Regions from separate parts of the Anas platyrhynchos genome. Here regions 2 and 3 are each linked to region 1. A link is a contact called in public Hi-C data. All regions are on one chromosome and are shown on one strand. Each heading gives the region's core, a stretch centred on a gene start, on an enhancer-like site or on the middle of the called end of the contact. The rest is flanking DNA. Distances are from core to core; before and after follow the strand shown.

Region 1 (5,097 bases), core at 1,732-4,231:
TCCACTGAAACTGTGTTATTAACATACTTTGATTAACAGTACTACAGTTTTAATACCATTGTCCATACATTTTGGTAAAGCTATAGCATGTATTTTCTTAGAGTTGCTGTATGCACAACCTTATTAATCCAAAGCCTGATAGTCTTTACAACTGTTAACCGTGTTAACCTCTGTATGAAGGCAATGGGAAATTGGGTTGTCCAAGAAATGCATAATTTCCATCTAGATGTTAATTATAAGAAATCAACAAACCCACTAAGGTTTAAATTGGTAATAGAATAAAAGCTCAGATTTAGGTAGGATTAAAATCTAAGGCTAAGACCACAATAAATCTTACCTTAATCTTACTCTACTGTGTTCCCTGGTGTTGAGACCTGCAAGCTGTAGTGTCTTTGCTGTTAGATGGTTAGATGTCACAATCAAATGTTCTTTTTGTGAAAAGTTGTTTAAGAATACGACTGAGCTTTCATTATGTCTCTGCAATTTACACTTTCGAAGGGCAGATTTTAATTGTATGTGTGTCAATCATAAACCCCATCCAATTGTCATGGAAACAGTCATTCCAATGAAGAGTCAAATGATTAACTTGGCTGCTGCAACAGAAGTTTTATTGCTGCAATTTACTGAAACTGCCTGAATGGAATCACAGTAATGGCTATGTTGCTGGACGCAGTGCTCTGCCAAGGCTTTAAATGGATTTAATACTTAAATTCTTTACAAAAAACATGCATTATTCTGATTGTATTTAAGCAAGCAGAGTGTTACAGGGTATACTTCAATTCTATAAGACTCACAAGTTTTTGTCTGTTGCTCTTCCTAACACAAGCTCTGCCTTCAAACATGACTAATCATGTTAATTGGGTTAACATGAATTTGAGGAATAAGCAAGGCCTAGCAGGCTTAATGCACTGCTTTGACAAGTATTGCAGGTTCTTTTAGTAGATACTGTGATATCCCTACACCTCTGAGAGGTGATTTTCAAAGCAGTTACAATAGTTAGGTTGGGATTGCTTTTCCAAATCAAGAAACTCACTTGGCCACCATCACTCGAAACTCTGCCTTGGGCTCTGTAATTACAGCTACCCTCACCACAGGACGTGCGCTGCCTCTCAGGTGCCGCAGTGCTGCCGGCATTGGTCTGCAGAGCAGGAGGTAAAGAGAAGCTCTGACCAAGTTCACCAAGATCTTTAGGTACCTAAATTCCCACTGATGGTTGAGGGGTTAGGATTAACTCACCTAAAGTGAAACAAAAAACTTACAGGAAGCCTGTAATTTTTTTTTAAAGATCTTCTCAGATCTTCCTATGTTCTTTCTTTTTTTCTGGGTCCTTTTCCATGCGTTTATTTTGGCAGAGGGCAGTGTTCCTTTTTTTTTTTTTTTTTGGTCTGAAGTTTAAGAACGTTACAGAGTGGTTTCATTCCTATCCCAAAAGCACACTGAAGCAAAAATAAAACTTATCGTAGAGAGAATCACTGAATCATTTAGATTGGAAAAGACCTCTAAGATCATCTGGTCCAACCTTTAGCCTAGCACTGCCAAGTCCAACATTAAACCATGTAACCAAGAATGGAAGTATGCATGAAAAATGTAAGGAAGCATGAAGAATAGCCTGGTTTGTTGCTCTTCACAATTAAGTCAGCTGCTAGCTGTTAAATTTGTAGCAGTTGCAATTAAAAGTCAGCAGTGAAAAACAGATGCCACAGTATTTCCCTTTGATTTGCCACAAGTACTTCAGGTTATAAAACTATTTTGCAGTAAGTCTCCATAAACATAACTTTGTGTGTGTGTGTGAGAGAGGGTGCTGTACAGATAAGGGTTTGATGGGCACAACAGCAGTGATAAACACTTACGCATATACAAAATCAAGCATAGTTGTTACAAAAGTTAGGAAAGGATACCGACACCCTCTTACTTGGTTAGGGAAGTAGAAAGTTAGAGCAAAATAAAAGTAACCAAAGCTGTCAAGCTGTATCCAAAACCGTGAGACTTAAAAATCACACTTAAATTGAGATAATTGAACTAATTTTAGAGGACAGAAGTATACTTTTTCTTGGTTTAGAGAGGAATGTCCCCAAGTGGAATTCTGATCGTTTTATATTTCCATTTCATTAAAGAGGATGCAGTTAAATCAAATGGGGTAACGTGGGCACAGTGTTCATCTTGAATCATATCTGGTAATATAAGTTACCCAGTCATAACCTTGAAATTTTATTTCTCCCGTCACTGTAAAATTGTGTAACATTCACTTTGTTCCTTCTTTATGTAAAACTGCTCTTCTGAGTCCACCTGAGAAAGAAATCAGATCATTAAAAAATCCTCTTTATACAGAAACACGTGAAGAAAGCTGAAAATGCCATTCTAAGTGCTGTGTTTTCCTTTCAGTTTATTATACCAATTTATTCAGACTCATTCACCATAGGCAGCCCTTGGACTTAAAATTTCTCCACTCTATTAATAACCATACTGCCTAGAACAACAGGTACTACTACAAATTCTCATTACACAGAGAAATATTCCCCTTTCTACTTGAAATTTATGCATAAATGTATAGACTGTGTCAAAATTTACTCTGAAGAACAAGCTGTGATAGTTAATGTGCTTCATTAAGTAATGAGAAAAGAACGGACACAGATTGTGCTCTGTGCTCATGCCATCAGTCCTACTGGCATCAGGGGAACTGCCACAGGAGTGCTACTGCCCTGAAGCCATGGTTTGGAGGGCATGAAGTTTCATGCTACAGTATCTAAAAATACGTAGAAATTGGAACAAATTCAACTTCAGCGCAAGAAGACTGGCTATTTCAGCTATTCCAGTACTCCGGACTTCTACCCTAACAGTGGCCAATACCTGATGCCAAGGAAAAGTACAAACAAACAAAATTACAGTACTGCTTTCTCAGGATAATGTTACACACAGAAGGAAAGTAGCCTGCTATCCTAGATAATGAATCTCGATGTTCTACTACAGCAGTAGAAAACATCTATAGCACAGCCCAAACACTACAGAATAGCACAACAAGCATTTCTCTCAGCTCCCTGAAACATGGCACAACACTGTGGTTTGCAGCCAGACCCTTGCACGATCAGTCTTTCCATCAAATGATCCCTCCTGCAAGGAAAGGCAGGAAATTATACAATCCACAGTAGATTGTAAATTACAAATCTGGGGGATGCTTCTGAACACTTTTGAGTACCAAAGGTATCAATTTTCTACATATTTCTTATTGTATATTATACTAGGTTTCTCATGGAGAAATTGGCAGTGTCTTCAAGTTCATCCTTCGTCTATTCCACCACAACACTGCACTCAGAGCTCGCTCAGCTTTTTTCTTTTTATCTTCTCAGTATTGTGTCAGAAGCTCCCATGACAACCTGAGAAGCAACAGAAACTTGAGGCAGATTTTGGAGTACACCGCATTTATCGTAAGCGAAACAGGGCTAGGCCATATGGTCCTACATTTTAATGTGATGTAATCTAAAACTAGTTTTTATTTACTTCGTACAACCTAATACAGTCGTTGTCTTTACAGTATTTTGCACTTCAGATGGGTCTTCTAAAGCTGTTTTGCCTGCAACCAAATTTGTTAATTTGTTCTGGAAGTTCTCCAGAACAAGAAACGGTACGCTGCAAACTCAAATGTCCCTGGGAGTTTCATAAGGTAATAGAAATAAAGTTGTAAACATAACCTTGACTGCCGCTCACTTCGCTATGATGAAACTAATCTAAGACACCCTCATATAGTACGTCTCTGGAGTGAGTTAAGTGAGTCCTTCTGTTTCTGTAAATACAGAAGAACCAAGTTTAATTAAGCTGACACAGAGAGAGTAAGTTTACATCTAGACTCCCATCCTTCAAAATAATTCAAAATCTTCAACAGTCAGTTATAAAAATCTGTCTCTAAAACCTAAATGCATGCCTGGTCCATGACTAGGGATCATTGGTGCCCAGCATTCATACCTATTTTGAAAAACAAAGTGACAATACAGGGTAAAAAATAAATCACATCGCAATTTTTATAGGCTAAATCGCCTACTTTTTATAACATACATATATATTGTATTTTCATCATAGACAGTGTCTAAGATGACGTGGTTATTTCCTACAGGACAATGCTGGAGAACTACGAACTTCAGTTCAGTTTTGGCCTCTCATTTAACACTGATTGCTAGCTGTTTATTCTATCGCTAAAATCAGGATCATTCAGACATTTACTGCAACCGTCCCTGCAAAAACTTGTTGGATAGTGCCTTGAAGATGTAAACAAACAACAGAAAACTACTATTTAATCATTAAAATTGTCCAGTAGTGAATAAACTACTGCTAGAGAAACAGACACCAAATGCCTGAAGCAGAATCTCACTTGTTTGGATGGTTTACTAGAGAGATTTAATTGACACACCAGCAGGTTATTTTGCTGAACTCCCTGCCTGTACTCTGGTTCTGCTCACAGACAGATCAATGATCTTCAAGTCTTGTTCCCGGCCTCTGTGGCTTCAACATATCTGACTGTGCAAATTATTATTTTATCCCTTTTGATTTCATAAGCTAGCTGTGTTACGTACAATATTGTCATAAAGAGATATTATCTCCTCTTTTAATAATTCAATAGAGCTTATAATTAAGAATTATTTATTAATATCCCTGTACCTGCCAAGCCATTAACCCCCACACACAAACACACACACACAAAAATCAAATGAAATATATCTGCCAGAAAGATGTTAAGACAGAGGAGGATGAAAGCTTTCGCAGTCAATATTAAGGCTTCACTTTTGTGGTGGTCACTTCACATTTTTTGGTCCAACTGCCATGAGGAATGTCAGCCCTTAAGAGCAAGCAGCCTACCTTAGAGACCGACAAAAATGTCAAGCCTTTCTTTGGGTTAATGCCTGGAATTGCTCCAGCTCTGGTTACCCAGTGGTGTATGGCAGCAGGCAGGACAGCAGTGGGAGATGTCGCCTGCTCTGGACAACACGTGCCCTCTCCTGGCAGATCCAAGCAATGTTCCAGCATGGCTGGTGCAAGCCTGGATGGAAAAAAAATCCACCTCCACAGAATTCATCTTTTTTTTTTTTTCCTCTACCAAATTCTGTCACT
Region 2 (5,097 bases), core at 1,428-3,927, 230 kb before region 1:
AAACACACCATGTTAGTTTTACTTAATGCAACTAGGTTATTTAGAGAATTGGATTATTCATGCAATTAGTATTAGATGTTCTGAAACAACACACAATTTACTCCTACAGATCACTTTTTGACTATGCTTACATTAACATGTTTTGATAAGGACCAACTCTAAGTATTTTTCTTCTAAAATTCAAAGCATCTCAAGATTTTTTGCAGGTTTCAGAAGATCCAATTACTACACTTTCACATTTATTATTTGTATTTGCAGACCTTACTTTACACATTGTGCATGAAGAGCCTTAACACAACACAATTCATACGCTTCAGAAATTGTAAAGACATTTTGACAGACAATATTCTCACGCATTTAAGTCCAAAGTCTATCACAAATAAAACACTGCTAACAACCTCAGCATGCAGGAAAAGGAGGTAGAGCTGGGAAGCAACGAGCAAGCTCAGCATAAGGACTTTACTGCAAGCAAAGCATGCAGCGTGGCTTTGGCCACATTGCTGCCTGCATCAACCTGCTCAGCCAGACCACGGCTTTACACACATATCCAAATATCCTAGTATTTCTTTTCCATACCTTGTGGAGAAGGTTCCACGTAATCCAAAACGGCCACTTTCCTTCCAAACTGAGCAGCTTTAAACAAAAAACAAGAAAAGGCACTTAGAGGACAAAGAAATGCACAAATTGAAATACATTCAGTAGCACAAGCACAGATTAAGAATACAGGAGATGACAGTTGGTGGTTTATACCAATTCAAGATACCAGACTAAGAGCCCAGGCTACCCATGTAGTCAGCAGATTCTCCAGAAGGCACTTAATAACCCTTACTAGAGCTTCCAGCTTCTGCCAACCCTAAAAATACGATGTGATGCCAAATGAGATGTTTAAGAACCTTGTGTGTTACTGAACATGTTACATAAGGGTAATGCATTACAAAGAGGAAAAAGTTCTCTACAGAAGTTAAACAATTCCAAACAGCCTGAAAGTACTGTTGTTTTAATTCATAAATAAGAAAAAGTATAATAAGTAACAAAGAAAATCTATGGAGGCACTCAGAGGCACACAGTAACAGTGAAATAAATGTTTATTAGATTTTCCTGTGATAACAGAAGAAATACTTTTAAAAAAGAGTAACTGGAAAGCCAAGTAAGATTACCACACCTGAGGGTGTGAATAATTTGCAGATTAACTAGATGGAGCTGAGTTAATGATTAAAGCACAGGGCTTACGCACAGGATACTGTTTCCTAGACATCTTTAACATTTTCAGTATTGCTTCTCTTAGCTTCCATAAAAACCACTTAAGCTAAAAGAAAACTTTTACTTATTTATGTATGCTGACCTTCTTTTGCACAAGCCAGGCCTCCAGATCCTCCACCGATTACCAGAAGATCATACTCAGGCTTTCCTGTGAAGATGTGAGAAATGTAGGAATAGTAACAGACAAGAAAGGCAAGGTATGTTAAAAGGCAAATAGAAAATGGTATGCTTTTTTTTTTTTCACAACTGATTATTGTTGATTTGTGTTTCCTTTACTAGAGCACTGTTTCCTCAGCGTCCCAAAGCACTTTCCAAAAATGATGAAAACTGATGAGGCTGGTTTTATAAATGAAACGCAGGAAATAAAGCAATCCAACAATGGAAAATAATTACATTTTACACAATGTCCTGTGAAGCTCTTCCTGCATACTTTGACAGCTGCAGCTGGAGTCTGGTACGGGCCTTCCCTTCCTGCGTTACCGCAGCAGTTTCTACCCCTACATTTCTCAGCAGTCACCTTATCGCTCTCGAAAGCTTCAGCTGCAACTCAGGACTCGCAGAGGCGTGGTGAGGCTGAGGGCAGCTGGCCCCTTCTGCCACCTCGGCCTCCCCACAGCTCTGCCCATTCTAACGGAGAGGCTTGGAGGCGGTGGAAGAAATGCCAAGGTGAGACAGAACTTTCTGAGCGAGGGCAGGAGGGCTTCCAAAGAGCTGCCAGCGGCTCGGGGAGGGCAGCCAAGCCCACAGCAGCCTCGAAGCCCCTAAGCCGCTGTGTGTTGGGCGCAGGGTGGAGACCGCTCTGAGCGGTGCAGCCCCCCGGGGACGGCTGGCAGCCCCCCGTCACGGCGGGGTCAGCCTAAAGCGAAGCCCTGGTGGTCTCCTGTACCGCCTCGGGACCTCCCCAACAAACCGCAGCGCAGGGGGCAGGCGGCCTCGCCTGCTTCACAGCCACCTGCGGCCGCAGGGCTCCCAGAAGGACCTCCCTCAGGAGGACGGCAGCCGGGAGCGCCGGGGGGCGGCTCCGGCAGCCCCTGAGGATGGCAGCAGCCCGACAGCCGCCCCGGCCGGGCCGCTGAGGGGGCAGAGCGGCGCCTCAGGGGGGCGGCGGCGGCGGCCCCGGCTGTCGGCAGCAGCCCCTCAGGTAAGGCGCTCGCGGGCCTCTCGTGCCTCACACCGGGTGGCGGGGGGAGCGGAGCGGAGCGGGCCGCCCGCTGCCCGCCGCGAGAACCGAGGCAGAGGCGCGGCCTCCGCGCGGCCGCCCCGTACCTGAGAGGGCTCGCGCCGTACGGCACAGCCCCGCCGCGCCCGGGAGACGCCGCCGCCTCCACCACAGCGCCGCCATGCTGTACGGCAACGCTGGGCGGCAACGGGCCGCCCCGCCGCGCCGCGCCAGGACCCCGCGGAGGCGGCCGAGCAGCGCCTGAGCGGAGGGCGCTGATGGCGGTGCCCTGGCGAGCAGCCCTGAGGGGAGCCTGCTGCTCCCCTACCCGTGGGGCGCCCGCTCTGCTCGCCCCCGAGCTCCGGCTTCTTCAGCCGCTGCGAGAGCTGCAGTTTTTTTTTTTTTTTTTTTTTTTTAGCAGGTGGACACCGGCTCCAGTTAGAGTTAAAATCGAACTTTTTTGGAAAGGGGGGAAAAAACACACAGTGCTTTTCTTGCCTGGCTTGCCGTTAACATAAAGCTGCAGAGGAGGGTCAGGGAAGGTTTTTAGGAAGGAAAAGGAGCACAGCTGCCCAGAGCCGTTACCAATACCCAAAGTCCTGTTTTCTCCTCTGAAGCTGTGCGTCCCTTGTGCATGAGGGGTGCGGGTTGTCAGAACCGCTTCCACAGGTGCCTCAGGTGCTGTACACAAAGTTAAAGCCCCCTGAGAAAGCAGTGTGAATAAAGTCCTTCCCTCCCACGAGGCATTACAGTCAAGTTGTCGTGTTGGCTCAGGTTCCCGTGACTGAAGCGCTTCCAGCGTTGTGAGCAGGAGCGAGGGACTCCTGGCTGACCTCAGCCAAAATGGTGGGGCTGGGCCCACACCACATGTCAGTGAGGGAGACCAGCACCAACAGCTTTAGTGCAAGGTTTAACAGCGACAGGGCAAATGTCCACACAGCACAGCCTGTCAGAGCACCACCAGACTTCGCAGGCTTTGGATGACCCTTTTGGTGCCCCACATCTTCTGTTGGTTAAACAGGGGTGAAGCTGCTGACCTGCTTCAGATGGGAGTTATTAATGCTTGTAATGTATTTTGACAGCCCAAGGTAAAAGGTTTCATAGTAGGTGTTGAGCAAAACCATACCACAGGGAACAAGGTTGTTCTCTGTCAGAAGTGTTGGCTGTTGGTCTGTATTGCAGCATATTAGTAGCTCTACCTGCTGCTGTACAAAGTGGGTCGCATATAATAAATATCACCATGGTCAAATCAATTTAGGACAAAGAAATCAGCTCCTTCCTCTTAGGGAGAAGGAGCTGGTGACAGAAAACAGTTTTAGGCAGTTGTGTTCAGCTGGCTTTGGAGTAAGGGCTTGTCTCACAAGGGGGCAGCATCTAACCATTTTGTACCAGAAACATCCATCTGATCCATAGTCCAGGGGAAGTGGCAGTACATGCTCAAAAGAAACTTTTTGTATAACTAGTATCACCTCCTAGTGTAGGTCAGATAATTATATTTTTTTCCTCTCAGTTAATGTTTGCAAATACATGAAACGGGAGTTACTAACGGTCGATGAGTTGTCCAGTATCACTGCTGGAAATAAAAGGCTGAAAACCTTGTATTCTACAGCAGTACAATCAATAAATCACTAAAGATACTCCTTACCCACTGCAACAGCGGTAGAAAGACATGAGTAGAACACACTGAGACCTATACATGAAAAAAACCCTCGAGCATATTCAGATGCTAATCACTTATGCTCTTCAGGTATGTGCATGCAAAGTTGTTTTAGCTGTTCAGTTTAGCCACTATGCTGAATTGAATCAGGCAGTGTTGGGCATATGCTCTTCACACAGCATTTAGTTCAGCTGTAGTAGGATCAAGGGTAGAATTAAATAATCTCAAAGACACAGCAAATTTATGTGAAAAAATGTTCCAGCAGCATTATGTTATCTTGTTATTAAGAAAAGGCCTTAGATGTGGCAAAGCTGTTGATATAAAACACTACCTTAAACAGCAACATCAGTGGCAATTTAGGAAAGAATTGCCAATAAATTCGGAGTAGTGCTTCTAAACTGTTTAAGGAGAGGACTTGGCCAAATGCCCTGTGTAACAGCCACATCATATACTAGCATTCCTTTCATTCCTGGCTGCTTTTTATTATTTTAAAGCTCAGAATCTGTATGAACTTCAGCCTACACAGCAGTGGTGAGTTTCTAGCTTTTTTAGATGTTTATCTTTTCCCAAGCACGCCCGCTCTTTTCTATTTTGAATGTGAGTCAGTTGCTGCCACTTGGCACCTTAAGCCATCTAGGAGCTATCCATAGCTGCTGCTGGCAGGCTGCGCGAAGCTGGGATGAAGCCCTCCGGCTGGATCTCACAGCTCACGATAAAGCACCGTGGAGTTCCACAGGCAAAGGTTTACTCATCAGCACTGCTGTCTTCAAAAGAAAGAACAAAGTTTGTGTAATGCCACTCTGCTTGTTCTTGAACATTCTCACAAGTATGATCACTGAGATCAAAAAGGGCAAATATCAGCAGCGGTGAGTAGGTTTTGCCCATGATCACAGTATCAGGTAGTAGAGCAGCCACAGATACCTGCTGCAGTCAGCACTGAGCAGGTGTGTCTGCACTACACTTCAAAAGCCTGTCTCAGGGACCAGAAACAGGTTCTGGTCCTCGGGTACGGTTTCTAGTG
Region 3 (5,097 bases), core at 1,911-4,410, 180 kb before region 1:
TTGTTACATGACACCTACAGCTATGTGCAAGCTGCAACAGGTGGCAATCCCCAAAGGCATCCTGCCAATCCATACCACTTATTTTCCTCTTCTCCAGTGTCCTCTCCTTGCCCTGGGATCATTGCCCCCTGTATTGAATGCTGAGAAAAACTGTAGTTACTTAATACATGAAGCACGAACAGTTGTATAGCTCTTCTCCATTCCTTGAATAAGTTTGTGATTATCTGACTCCAGTATGACCTTCATATCCCCTTTCTCCTCTGCCACTTCACAAGGTGAATTGGCAATCTAAGAACTCCTCAAGAAAAAGCAGTGCTGCCTGAGCAGTGTGTAGTATTACTTTCCGGAACACTAATACTTAAAAAATCTCTTCGGATAGCTTACTGGAATTTGGAAACTTATCTTTCAAGGAAGCTTTGCTGAAACACAAATCAGATAAGCAAAAAGCTGAAGGTAGGTTAATTAACAATATTCATACAGAACATTTAGCGCATCTGTATTTGAGCTCAGAACTGTGTGTGACTGAACAGAAGGCAGTTCTGCAGTCCTCTTCTGATGGCTTCATTTTAAATTGCCTAGTCATAATTGCAGCACACTTGGAAACATCCCCACAAGTTCACCCTCTTCTGTGATTTCAGCGCAGTCTACAATTTGCCCTTTCTGTCAGCCTGTCTGTTCCTTTTTGGCTGGACTTTGGCTGGATTCCTTCTTCCTTCTCAGCACCTCCCTGGGTTTGAATACTCGGATGCACACAGAAGCAATAACCCTCTCACCTCCGCTTACCTCCTGCAGTCCGAGCTGCATTCCAGTCACGCACCCCCCACCTGCCTGCTGTCATTACTTCTCTTCATGCATGAAAGCCTCTCCTTTTTCCTACTTACCAATGTAAGAGCGTCTCAGAAACGTCTCCGTGTCTCCCACCTTCTCCGTTCAATAAAACTTGGAATTTCTTCCACCAATTGCCAGTACGTTTTTGCTTTGGGGCATAATCTCTTAGCCAGCTTGGTGGATGACTCCCACTTCACTCCACACAGCCCCATTTTCCATCTACCTTTCTGCCTCTGCTCCATTAACACCTGTTTCAAAAGGAGTTAGCAAGTGCTATGCACCATAGATGAGATGCTGTCCTCCATCGTGTCATTGCCCCAGCTGGGGGCTCCACACCTGCTGCGCACTTCCAGCACTGCAACACTTCTGTGTAAGTCTGGCTATGCCCGAAAAATGCAGGAATTACTAAACCAAAGTATTAGGAATGCCCCTCATGGATAGCTGCTCATTAGCAGAGATGAGAACCTAATAGCAAGAAACTTGCTCCTGCACCGGAGGGTTTTTCCCTCACTGACGACAAGCTGACACTTCCCATAAGCATTACAGTCCCTTAAAAAGAAACAAACAAGTTTTGTCTTTTCTCCATCTGTCTCCTGTCCTAATGAGTTCAGCTCTGCTATTTATAGAATGCAATTTATCTGAATTATTATACGTTCCCTTCCAGCGTTGTGTGGAGGCCTTGCACATTTTCCACGAAGTGCTTCAAGCACGTTCCTGGGAAGCACAGCTGGTCTCACCTCCATTAAGCACCTGCTTCTCTTCTAAAATGATTTCCTTAATTTCAGGATCATCTTAATTATTTTTTCAGGTAATGCCGCTTTTGTGCAATATATGGCTAATTGCTTATGTCCATCTTTTAAATGGAAAAGAGAAAAGAGGGTCATTAGCCATAGGTAATATATCAAATGAGAAAAAACACCCACTGTTTTTCTTTTCCTTTAAAAACTGTTGCAATTACAGCCCAGATTCAGCACTGCCTTTTAAAAAGATAATTTCTCCCAGATTAAATGAGCCTTTTTCCAGAGGTTATAGATTTGTGCTGAGCTGCAATCTACACTTGGGAATAAGCCATTTATTGCTCACACACACATCTGCAAAATGCAAAGCAAACAATTTGGCTCTACGAGCTTTTCCCTTTTAGAGAAGCAGAAAATGCCCTGGACACTGATGTCATTGTGAGTGTCACACATTTGACAGCATCTACACATTCCCCCCAACCACTGGCATGAATGTTTATACAAAGAAAGATCTTGCACATTAGACTATCTTCACCAACATGCTGTGGTTGCAAATTTCGGAAAAAAGGAAGATGAGCTTCTTTCCATCCAAGTTGCTCAAGACTGGCAATGGGATTGGCTCGGTGTGAAGTTCACCCTACCAAATGCTGCCAAGTGGATTATCCTTTATTCACCCACAGAACAGTAAGAGCATAGACAGCAATTTCAATCCTGCATGGAAAAGACCTGAGGAATTAAGTGAATAGCCATCTTGATCCATTCAGCGTTTGGTGTGCTGAGAATGATGCAGCACTTTGTGGATCATCTCATCTACAAACTTATTTGCTTTCATCTTGGCAGTGATGATACCGTGCCTATACTTAGCTACATTCTGGCAATAACACACATTATTGCACCAGGTGCCTCTCTCTGATATACCTGATTAATCCCAGATTTAGACATCACTCTTTGGAGCAAGGTGGCCAAATCAAATTCTCTTTCCCACTCACATCATTTAGGATTTATTGTCACCCTACAGGCATGGGAAATTATACACATGCACACATTGGTCAGATTAGAGTCCTATTGCTAGAGCAGACATGCTGCTTTATTTCTATTTTGACAAAAATTCTGACTTACTGTTTAAAAAGAGAAGCAAATTTCATACCAAGCTAGAAAGATGCAGGGGACACTACCATAAGAAAAACAAACTACCACCACCAACAACACCACCTTACCCCAAACAAACAAACAAAAAAAAAATCACTAAAACAAACTCTTACAGTTACTTGTTCTTGCAGTGTCCACAGGCACGTTTACTGTAGTGTTTTAATTCAGTCCAATTCTGAAATAAATTTCCCAGTTGCCCTGCACTTACTGCACTTTGGTTCCCAACACAGAGCAGTCAGAGCACCATCTGGACCCATCTTGGGATGAAATTAAACCACCAGATGCACTCCAGGACCGCACTGAGGGTGTGCTGACCAGCAACGTGAGGAAGTTCAAGGGCTGATCTCCTCATACAGAGCTGCACCACTTGCTAATACACTCATCCTCTGTGCCGGCCAATTCAGGGCGCAAGATGTGACAGCTACCAGCAGATGGAGCGAGTGGAGCCCAAACTGCAACTTCTCTGCAAGGTCATACGCTAACAGACTTTGTAGGAAAAGAAAGCAGCTGCCTAAGCAACTAGGAAGCTATGAGCCAAAAGAGAAGCCTCATGTCAGTAAAAGAACCTAAGAATTTGATTCTGCAAGAAGGAAAAGCTCCACACATCTCAGACTCTTGCCCTCTCCTGACAGGAGGCTGGTAACTTCATTAAAAACTATGCAATTCATTGTTTGCAAGTTAAACAGTTGCAAGCCAGAATTCATAATCATTTTCTACAGATATATTTTCATTACTAAGCAGCAAGTCAGTCTAGCAGCACAACACCTCCCATTCCAGGAAGCCTCACCCTGCAGATTCATAGTACGCTACATGAAAAAAACAAAAACACCAAAAACAACACAGAAGGCCGGGGGAGGCATCTGGTTAGTTTATAAAAACAGTAATCAGAGCCTTAAAATAAAATAAAAAAACAAACAAAAAAAACCATCAGCTCCATTCCATCTGTATGCTGTGCTTCAGCACCCGGTGCACAGCTTGAATGCCAATATAAACTTGCAAGATTATTCTAATTGAAAGGCTTAACAGCAGCGAAAACGCAGCCAGCTCCAACAGAGCCAAACGCTTGGAATAATCGATGGCGAATGCAGCTCGATACAGATACATGTAGAATACTGAATGTCATACAACAGAGGCAGCGCAAATTTCTCCAATGGATGAAGAAGAAATAATAGGTGGAACATTATGAAGAGTTTTTCTAGCTTTCACGTCAGGGCAGAGCACAAGTCAGGGCAGGTATTATGCTTATTGCAGAGACTCAGCCAAGAATGCAGCATCCACCGCTGAGCAGGAGCACTGAAGAAAGACAGAGCTGCCTTTAAATGGTGTTGAAAAGAACAACCAGAATAATATGGGACACATGAGACTCAAATCAGGCTTGAGGGAATATTTAAGAGGAGGTTTTCTATTTAGAAAACGAATACGGCCATAGTGTGTGACCTTTCCAACTAATCTACCCAGTCACTCAAGTTCTAAAATTATGTCAACTCTTCCCAGTTTACCACCTACTCCCCCAATGAAAAAAGCAATGGCTCACGAGTTCAAAAGGGAAGCAGTCCCCCAGCCCTGCCAAGGATGTAACAGGAATGCTATCAGCACTTCAAAGCATGGAGGTATGCAAAAAAACAAGGGGCTAGTCTCAGGGAAGGCAGAAGGGCAGCAAGAGAGGAAATGGGAGGGCAAGGCAGCACAGGAGAAGTAAGGATGCCTGAGAAAGCAAACTGTCTTTTGCCTTTCCTATTATTTTTTAGGTTTCCCAAGCTCCACAAGCTGTCATTGGGGTATCTCCTCTTACAGAGATTGCTTTGTATGAGATTAGTTGTATTCCGTTTCATATCAAAGACTATGCAATTTAACAAAGAGACAGCTCAATTAAACACAACCCATTTTGACCTTGTGTGAGTTCCAGCACACTGTTTTCTACGAGCAGGTATTTTAAAGCTATAACAGATCTTCCACTTCCAAGCAACCTGCAAGCAGCATTTCTCCCAACAGCATCCAACACACTGCTCAACAACAAAGGCTTTTTTTTCAAGCCTATGCAGCGAAGTCTCTTGGCAGCTGGAGTTATTCAGTTAACAACTTTCTCTCCTCTGTTCACTAATCAGCAGAGAAGGCTCTGGAGGACCAATACTTAATAAGGATCCAAATGCTGCTGCTGGTAACTAGAGCACTACCCAAGCTACTAGTTGGAAAGATGAATGGGATGTCCCCGAAGGCCTGGTACTGAAGGGCAGGGAATACCTGGCAGCAAGGCTGATGCAGAGAAGGGAGAACTGCTGAGGGTCTCCTCTCTCTGAGAGGGAGAGCAGGCATGCTGCTGAGCTGCACATTTAAGCATTTGTAGGTCACCTCTGGTGTGTTTTTTGAGAAAAACCATCGTTAC

The links. Hi-C and Micro-C count contacts between places; a contact is called where the count stands out from the background.
Region 2: a contact with region 1 is called in a Hi-C map of subcutaneous adipose tissue, with 4 times the contacts expected there. The contact joins the promoter of TXNRD2 here to the enhancer-like site in region 1. A contact is called at or near these places in 3 of 8 Hi-C or Micro-C datasets (liver, skeletal muscle and subcutaneous adipose tissue).
Region 3: a contact with region 1 is called in a Hi-C map of F1 follicle, with 1.9 times the contacts expected there. The contact joins two enhancer-like sites. A contact is called at or near these places in 4 of 8 Hi-C or Micro-C datasets (F1 follicle, skeletal muscle and subcutaneous adipose tissue).

Annotation. Positions count from the first base shown.
Region 1 is chr16:10,960,205-10,965,301 of IASCAAS_PekinDuck_T2T, forward strand. All of the region lies in intron 3 of ARVCF (ARVCF delta catenin family member), which reads right to left. Among named protein-coding and RNA genes, the nearest start is that of ARVCF, 77 kb to the right of the region's middle. Within about 2 kb of position 2,982, at least 2 of the 8 cell types and tissues checked have an H3K27ac peak or open chromatin away from gene starts, as enhancers often do. A contact at or near this core is called in F1 follicle, where this site is marked.
Region 2 is chr16:10,729,251-10,734,347 of IASCAAS_PekinDuck_T2T, forward strand. TXNRD2 (thioredoxin reductase 2) reads right to left here and starts at 2,678. Exons shown (of 17, transcript XM_072024640.1): 1 at 2,527-2,678; 2 at 1,343-1,408; 3 at 577-633. The coding sequence starts at 2,602. It overlaps COMT (catechol-O-methyltransferase), which reads left to right and starts at 1,792. Exons shown (of 5, transcript XM_005024379.6): 1 at 1,792-1,926.
Region 3 is chr16:10,783,506-10,788,602 of IASCAAS_PekinDuck_T2T, forward strand. All of the region lies in intron 10 of ARVCF (ARVCF delta catenin family member), which reads right to left. Among named protein-coding and RNA genes, the nearest start is that of TXNRD2, 54 kb to the left of the region's middle. Within about 2 kb of position 3,161, at least 3 of the 8 cell types and tissues checked have an H3K27ac peak or open chromatin away from gene starts, as enhancers often do. A contact at or near this core is called in F1 follicle, where this site is marked.